Linked DNA regions of Sus scrofa: regions 2 and 3 are each linked to region 1. A link is a contact called in public Hi-C and HiChIP or PLAC-seq data. All regions are on one chromosome and are shown on one strand. The core of a region is the stretch at or near the end of the contact, and the rest is flanking DNA. Distances in the headings are between cores, read along the strand shown.

Region 1 (2,738 bases), core at 176-2,675:
GAATGGGGGTGAAATTCAGTTTTACAACACAGTGTCCCCCTCTCACTCACTTAACGAAGTATTAAGAACTTAAAGACTATTTTGCATTGTAGCTAGCTCCTAGAAAAAAAAAGAGAGCCCAGGATGCTGGCACAGGAGAAACATTAGAAACTGGGCAATCTGGATCTCGGGGAAATGGAATATTTTCTGTCCTTTATTGACATGAAATAAAAATGCCCAAGTGGAGCAAGAGAGGGGACTGTGCTGCCTGGCTCGCAAAGCTGCTCCGGCAGTCAGTACCAGCCCCAGCAGGGCCCTCATCGTCCTCCTCCCGCGTTCCTCACGCATCCAGGAGCACAGTCTCTGAGGGCTAGCTTCGCGAAGAGAGGGTCCAGAAGGCGGTCACTGGACGCGCGTGTTAAAGTGCCCGTTTTTGTTTTGTTTAAAAAACAGATTCCTACCGGAGCCCTGCCTCCCGACTCCCGGGGGAATAGGGGAAGTGGCAGCAGCGGGCCGGAGTGGAGAGCGAGAATGGAAGAATGACCGAGTACAACCTGCCCTGCCAGCTAGTAGCGGAGGGAAGGAAAGGTAAGAGGCGGCGAAAAGGCCCGACTGAGAAGGAAACTGGTCTCCAGCCCTCCACGCCACCCCACGCGGCCAGAGCCTCCCTGGTCCCGCCCCGAGCTCGCCGCCCTGCCCCGGCGCCGGCCGCAGCCTCCCGCCCTACAGACCCTCCCAGGACGCGCTTCCTCCGGAGCCGGACCCCCGCCCTGGCCTCCCCGCGGGATAAGGCGGGTCAGTTCAGTCCGCTTCTCGGCCGAGGTGACTCGCGCGGCGATGTAAACACAGCGAGACCAGCTGCGCGCCGCCCATCCCCCCCCCCGCCGGGGTCCGTAACCTCTTCCCTCAGCCCTGCCCCGCGCCCGGCGCTCCCCGCAGGCCAGCGCGCCGCGCGCCTTCCCCTTTCTCCAAGTCTCCTCCCCGACCGTTGCCCGGGGGCACTCAGCCCCCTTCCCCCGCTGCCAGTCCAGTGTCACCGCCACAGCCTCCGGAAAACCCTCCGCAAACCCGGGAGCAAACAACACAGGCGCGGGGCGGGGGCGCGGAGGGAGGCGGCGGCACACGGGACAGCGAGGCTTTCTCGCCGCACCCTCCGCGCTCCCTCCCACCAGCATCGGCGGCCCGCGCTCTTACCTGCTCTCCGCGTCGCCGGGGAAGACCTCCGCTTCGCTTTCTCTCCCAGCAGGGCCGCGGACTAGTCCCCGCCGCCGTTGGCCAGGCGTCCGGAGGGAGCCGGGGCCTCCCAGCTGCCCGAGCCGCTTCGCTGGGAGAAAAGACAAAACAGCGGCGCGCCGCCCCGCGCAGAGCCCCTCGCCCGCGCCGCTCCACCGACCCCCCAACCGCCGAGGCGACGGCGGCGACACAGAGCCCGGCGCGGGGAGCAATGGTGGCCCCCGCCCTCGCCCTGCTCCCCTCCCTCCACCCCCCGCCTCGGCTCCTCCCACTCGGCCTCCTGCCGCCGCCACCAGGACACTCGAGTCCGCTTCCCCCACCCCGCTCGCTCCGAGCGCTCCTCCCCTCCCCACGCGGCGAGGGGGGGCGGCACCGCCAGTCACTGCTGCGCCTGTCAAACCCCGGCCGGCTATTTATACCCCGTGGGGCCCCGTCGCCCTTGGCCCCTACCAGCCCGCCAAACAAGCCTCTGCGGCTCACTCGAATCCACCCGCCCGGTATCCTCTAACTTCTCCCAAACCTGCTTTCTCAGGTAAAGACTCTCGCCACTAGAGCTGCTCCCAGCTTCGGGCTCCCCCATCCCGCTCCTGGCTCCGGCCCCAGCCCGGGATTGGCGCGGAGGCTCTCAAGCACTGGCCGGCTCGTGGGGGTGGCGCGGCCGCGCGTGCACCTGCAGCGCCCGCCCGCCTCTCCCCGCCGGCTGGGACCGCTCGCACACACTCTCGCCACTCTCTGAAGACCCCCGCGGGCCCCAGCTGTCACCCCACCCCCGCTCTGGACTTCCACCCTTCTCCTCCAGGGACGGCTCCACACTCAGGCAGCCTGACAGTTACTGGGTTGTGGAAACTCTTAGCCCGGGTCAGTCCGGTTTCCACTCCTCAGCCTGGGCTAAGTGGAGGGTGGGGGCGCGGGCGGGCTGGAGCGCGCCGCCTGCCCCGCCCCCGGCCCCTCCCCGGCCCGTGATGCTCATGGAGCCCCGCCCTGCCCGCCTCGGGCTTCTCGGCGCCGCCCATTCCTCCTCCTCCTCCTCCTCCTCCTCACCCTCCTTCCTCAACTCGCTAGCAAACGCCCAGCCTCGTACCCCCGCGGACCCCGCCCCATTCCCAGAAATTACCACCCGCCCAACCGCCGGGCCGCGCGGCGGTTGGTGCCCGCGTTTGCTGACTGGCGGGCGGTGGGGCTCAGCGCGCAGCTGCGGAGCGCGGCGGGCGGCCCCTTGGCGCTGCCCCCGGAGCTGCGGACGCTCGCCCCGAGCCATTGTCGGTCCTCCCTCGGCCGCCGAGGAACGGAGAAGTAACTCAAGCTCGACGACTGTCGATGCGAGAATGCGGGAGTGTGTTGGTGCAAGAGTATTTTAGTCCAAGTGCCTACAAATTCAAAAATTAAAACCCAACAGTAGGTGCATGCTTCTGGTTTCCCCACTTTCACACAAAGGGGAGCCTCTGAGCAGGGCATTCACGCGCCTTCAAGTGCACAAAAGCCAATGACACGGTGCCCGGGGTTGCCCAGTGTTTGGCGTGCATCAT
Region 2 (2,738 bases), core at 178-2,677, 81 kb before region 1:
ATACAAACCTCAGAAACATTACTCTCCCCATATCATCAAAAATTGCAAGCAATAAAAATTTAGATCCATGATTCTGCATCTTCTGAGCCATTTTCCCTTTACAACTTTTAACTCACTGAACTCAATGAATAAACCTTGGGTAAATTAGCAAACCTGTCTCGAATTTCCTCCTAAAACAAGGGTTGTAAAGGAGCTTCATATTACACGAACATAACTGAATAATTTGAAAACAATTATATGTAAAATGTATTCTTTTTTTTTTTGGCTGGGACCATGGCATGTGGAAGTTCCTGGGCCAGGGATCAAACCTGTGCCACAGCAGCAACCAGAGATGCTGCAGTGACAACCTGGGATCCTTAACCCACTGTGCCATAAAGGAACACCTGTAAAATGTATTCTTTACAGAACATTATGATCACAAGGTAAACTTAAATTGTATACACTAAAGAAAGGCAATAGAACTGAAAAACAGCATTTAACTAAAAAAAAAAACTTATCAAAAAACTGATAAAATTTTATATTTTCAAACTGTAACTCTACAGGTCACCTTAGTTTTCAAAATTCCAAAAGCTTATGGAAAAAAAAAAATATATCCTCTGTTAGCAAAATAAGTCCTCTTACCTTTAGAGTATTTTTCAAAATCCTAACTGCATGGGCTATACTAAGGTTCTCACAACCCCTGGGAATACTTCTGGAAAGGTACATGTTCAACACTACTGACCCAAACAATTAATAAAAGTATTGTTAGTACCAATAATATAAAGCCAAAAAATCCCATCCCTTAATTGATACAGTATTATTAGTGGACTAAACATATACAAAGGGAACAAGCTCTCGTTGTACTCTGCCTCTTTTCCACTAATATTTAAGTTCTTGCTCTGATCAGAAAATAACTGTCAAATGTGTTTTAATCACTACTCAGTAAACTGATTTTTCTTTGGGACCTTATATTTTACAGATTATGTTCTTCTGTTAAATTTAAAGATACATGTATGCTTATGATTTCTCCCGATGGAAATGAATCACAGTTTCACCAACCAAACTTCCCTACCTAAAAACAATGGATGGAAAACAGAGGATAAGATCTTTTACAGAAATACTCTTAGGTGAATATTGCCCATCTTCCAACTCCCATCGATGGCAATATGAAACAGATCCCAAGGAAAGGAACATTTATGCTCATTACAGTCAATAAACAGTATTCAAGCACTGCTACGTCTATTCAAGGCCCTCGCTGCGCCGTCTGCTATTAGGTAAAGCTGCTTTTTCTATGTAACTTAAGTCCGTGCCCTTCCGCTGCAGCATTGGCGCTGCACATCCCCCACCCCCGCGGCCACTTCCGTGTTTACACTCCTCTTCCCTCCAATTCCATGCGTACATTGTCAGCTTCACTCCCGCCCAATCTTCATTGGCCCAGCGCGGGCCCAGAGTCCCGCCCCCAGAAACCAACGTTCTTATTTGGAACATCTCAGCGAGCAGATTGGGACCAGAGACCTGTCAATCTCGTCGGTTCTGTCCTCTCCCAGGCGCTTCCGCTATGGTGGGAGGCTTGGGGGGGAGGGGAAAAGGGGGCAATTCCGTGCTGAGACTTCCCTAGGGCCCAGACTACCTCCCGCCCGCCCCCACTCCTCCACCTTCACCCACTGTTTACAAAAATAAACGTTCTTCTCTGACGCCCCAACCCTCAGGTCAGGGATACAAAACATATTCCGTGCCCTTCCCATTCTCCCTCTAAAAAACAACCCACGAGGGAAGGGGCACAAACCTACTTCTCCACAGACGCCCACTAAATGAGGTAGGGAAGGCGGGCCCCCAAGAGAAACCCCACCCGGGGCCGCTCCACGTTATTAAGTGCCCTTCCCCGAACCGTTACTTCTCAGACCGCACAAGGTGGGGATGTGAAGAGAAGGGTCAGAGCATTTTTTTGGCGGGTATCGGTCTACCGGACATGGCCCGGGGCTGCTTCGTCCATGCGGAAGTGGAGGATTTGTGAACCAAGTCTGAAAGCAGAACGGGCGGGGGTGGCGAGCGTCCACGGGAGAAGCCCGCCGCCCCCGACCGCGGGCACTAGCGGCCTCTCCAGTCAGACAGCGTGGCAGGCGCAGCCGGGAGACAACAGCCTCACTCACTTCCTGGTTCCTGGGCAACCGGGGTGAAGCGCACAACTCGTCCGCCCCCGAGTCCCCAACTTAACTGCGGCTCGGTTCCCCGGCACCCACTGCCAGCGCTCCGCCCGGCAGCTGCCGCCGCTGCTCCACAAACCAACCCTGAAGCGACAACGCCGAATTCGAGGCAGGTTACTCTCCAAGGTGATCACTTCCTGATTCGTCGCCTCCATTACTTCATTCACTAACCCCCTTTCACCCGGCCGCCCCAGTGACTGAGGTGGACACGGTACCCCCTGCACTGACCACCACCGGGGAGTCGCCCCCACTCCTGTGCATCTCCTCTCCAGCTGCACCGATGCACAGGAGGAAAGTTCCCCTGTCCTTACCAGCCCGGATGAGCAGATCCAGCTGGTTCGTGGGTCCCTCATGCAGAGACGTCGCCATGTTTATCCCGGGGCTGGAGCTGCTGCTTCACATTGACTTACACCGTGAGCAGCGGCGGCAGGGGAGGAGGCGGAACCCGCGGCCGGAGACACACGCCGTGCGACCGACACACACTCACGCACTCGCACACACTCAGACGCCCGGATCCTTGCGCGTCCTCCGACAGGAAGCCGAGGGCGGCCCGCC
Region 3 (2,738 bases), core at 114-2,613, 79 kb after region 1:
CGACTAGGAACGATGAGGTTGTGGGTTCCATCCATGGCCTCGCTCAGTGGGTTAAGGATGCAGCACTGCCATTTAGCTGTGGCATAGGTCACAGATGCGGCTCAGATCCTGCAGTTGCTGCCTCTGGCGTAGGCTGGTGGCTACAGCTCTGATTAGACCCCTAGCCTGGGAACCTCCATATGCCACAGGTGCGGACCTAGAAAAGACCAAAAAAAAAACCTTATGTTTTGTAAGTCTAATAGGATTTAATTTGCATATCTTGTTTATTTATGATCCACCCCTGTGGCATCTGAAAATAGTACCTTCATAAAACTCAAATCTGCTATCTTCGTTAAGAGATAAAGTATAATTAATCATGCAGTAAAACTGCCATTCACAAATAAGCCATTCAATGACAGGTTTCAGCCTCTTCCCATTTTCTTGGTGCCCCAAAACCTTAATATTTTTTAGTCTCTAAGATTTCCCTCATGGAGAAACATTATTAGCAATTATATAAATATCCTATTGTATGAGACATTTGCTCAGCAACATTCAATGTCGCACTGCTATTCGTCCTCTGCACTGTGTTGGAGTCCCATGATTAAAGGGAGTAAATACTTACATAGATCCACAAGAAAACGGACGTGCCCAAGGTCAGTCCAACTTTCAGCCAGTCAGGGCTGCCATGTGGTGGTTCCCGAATGTAGAACTTTGACCGCGCTGAAGCTGAAAGGGGATGCAAAGTCTGTAAATCTATAATTTACAGTCCTGTGGGAATAAATCTGACATTTACATGTGTTACTACTGCATTTAACCCTCCCTTCTACCTCCTCTCTTAAGACAGCCACGGAAAGAAAGGTAGAGTGGTCAAGTAATTCATCCTGGGCCACCAACAGGGCCAGGTGGGTGGCCCCTGTCATCCAGGACCTCTTCAAATCCTCGCACTACGCTGGCTTTTGAGGACCCTCACGACCCAGGAGTGGGCGGATAGAAGCGCCTCCGGGAAGGTCCCCCCTCTCCGCATCTGCAGTACCAAATCTGCAGAGCAGCAGGACGAGGGGCTCAAAGTCTATTCGCAGAGACCAAAGGGGTCGAGTGGCCTCTCGGAGGAGGGTGGACCTCGGGTGATGGGGAGCCGAGAGTCAGGGATGGAGGCAAGCGTGGGCTCCGGGACTGGCCGGCGAAGGTCACAGCAGGACGAGCTCGCCGCACAGCCACCTTATGCCTCCGCGGGCGGGGTTCGCCCTGGGAGCCGCAGGCCGAAAAGAGTAGACTGCCTGCTCGAGGAGAGACACTTACAGCCACTTGGGAGCCTGGCCGATGAAAGCAGCTTTGAGAAGGGGCGCAATAACGCGGACGCCGCCATCTTGCCGGACTGGGCTCCGCCTCCCCAAGTCGCGCGGTTCCGGGGTCGGCGCGGGGCCGAGCGCCCCCTGGCGGGCGGAGGCGAGGGACTCCGGGCTCTGTGGCTGCGCTGCGTAGGGGTGTGAATCTCAAGTATCGCAGTTACCGCCGGGTACTCTAGTTCCGCTGGTTTCAGTCTTCAATCCGTAAAATGGAGTTAGGTAGGAGCGGATTAAAACGGAAAAAAAAAAAATTGTTTAGCCACTTCTCTGAGAGTTTATTTCATAACCCCGACTCACAACCCTGTGAGGAGAAGCGAATCCTCGTATTTTAGAAGGCTCAAGATCACACAGCTAGCAAGTTGGACTCGGACTGAGGTTTTTCAGACACCAGATGATGATCTTAAAACACCTAACAGGTGTAGACAGTCCTCTGAGGCCATGAGCTGCGGAGCCAAGTTCAAAGCGCCATTCTTGTTCACCTCTTTTTAGCTATATGTTTTATTTGTTTGTTGTTTTTTAACGTCCCATGCATCATTAGGAAGTTCCTGGGCCAGGAATTGAATCACAGCCCCGCAGCTGTTGGATCCTTTAACACACTAAACCACAGTGGGAACTCCCTCCTATATGATTTTTAAGTTCAAAGTATTTAACCTCTCTATGCCTCCCTTTTACATCTGTAACAGAAAACCTTAGGAGGTGTCTGGTAGTTGTAAATAACTTATTTTTGCCTAGCTCTTTGATACCTGTTGCACTGAGCAATGGGTTTTATCTTTCACATTTAAACCAGATTTTTTGTGTATCTCATTTTCAATTCAATCTGATGTCTAAAGACCATATGTATAGGTAAAAGATAAATTTTAAGGCTCTAACTCTAATCTTTTGAACTTAATGTCATTTAAGTTCATTTTAAGAGAAAAATAATGTTAGCAAATCTCCTTTTCCGCCTGTATTTTCTTTAGCAATGTCATTGAAAAAAAAATTTAACCAAAAATTATTGACTAGAGAGTAAAATAAGTGTTCTCTGTTTTCTGGTTCATTTTTACATGCAACTGATGGCTGCATAGATTGCTAAACTGTGAGTCACTTTATAGTTTGCAACCTAGTTTGAGCCTCTTGGGCTCATGTTCAAGTAAGCAAACCACCCAACTAACATGCTGAGTCAGTTGTTGGTTCTCAACTTCTCGGCTTCTCGTCCACTCAGCAACCTGTCAGTTGTATATCCTTTCTACACCATCCCTTGGAAGTTTGTCTAGACACAGCTTTTGCTAGTATCCAACAAGCTGGAACAGAAGCCATATTTAGTCAGAGCATACAGAGCCAGTAGGCAAATTACTAATTTCAGGACTGCTGTTGGAAAGGCTATTTTCTCTTTTTGCTCCATGTATCCTTTTACTAGTGTATATTTTGGGAAAG

The links. Hi-C and Micro-C count contacts between places; a contact is called where the count stands out from the background. HiChIP or PLAC-seq counts read pairs in DNA pulled down with a chosen protein or histone mark.
Region 2: a contact with region 1 is called in a Hi-C map of liver, with 2.9 times the contacts expected there. The contact joins the enhancer-like site here to the promoter of ELF2 in region 1. A contact is called at or near these places in 3 of 5 promoter capture datasets (fetal liver, fetal skeletal muscle and liver), 6 of 47 Hi-C or Micro-C datasets (fibroblasts, heart right ventricle, liver and 1 more) and 2 of 2 datasets of contacts at active chromatin or transcription factors (alveolar macrophages and skeletal muscle).
Region 3: an H3K27ac HiChIP or PLAC-seq map of skeletal muscle shows a contact between it and region 1. The contact joins the promoter of NDUFC1 here to the promoter of ELF2 in region 1. A contact is called at or near these places in 5 of 47 Hi-C or Micro-C datasets (blood, fetal heart ventricle, liver and 2 more) and 2 of 2 datasets of contacts at active chromatin or transcription factors (alveolar macrophages and skeletal muscle).

What each region holds. Positions count from the first base shown.
Region 1 is chr8:87,773,281-87,776,018 of Sscrofa11.1, reverse strand. ELF2 (ETS-related transcription factor Elf-2) reads right to left here and starts at 1,425. Exons shown (of 10, transcript XM_021101570.1): 1 at 1,174-1,425.
Region 2 is chr8:87,854,755-87,857,492 of Sscrofa11.1, reverse strand. The region is part of intron 4 of ELF2 (ETS-related transcription factor Elf-2); the gene reads right to left. Among named protein-coding and RNA genes, the nearest start is that of NOCT, 53 kb to the left of the region's middle. Within about 2 kb of position 1,427, at least 60 of the 83 cell types and tissues checked have an H3K27ac peak or open chromatin away from gene starts, as enhancers often do. A contact at or near this core is called in alveolar macrophages, fetal liver, fetal skeletal muscle and 2 more, where this site is marked.
Region 3 is chr8:87,693,898-87,696,635 of Sscrofa11.1, reverse strand. NDUFC1 (NADH:ubiquinone oxidoreductase subunit C1) reads right to left here and starts at 1,363. Exons shown (of 4, transcript NM_001097470.2): 1 at 1,279-1,363; 2 at 602-705. The coding sequence starts at 1,345.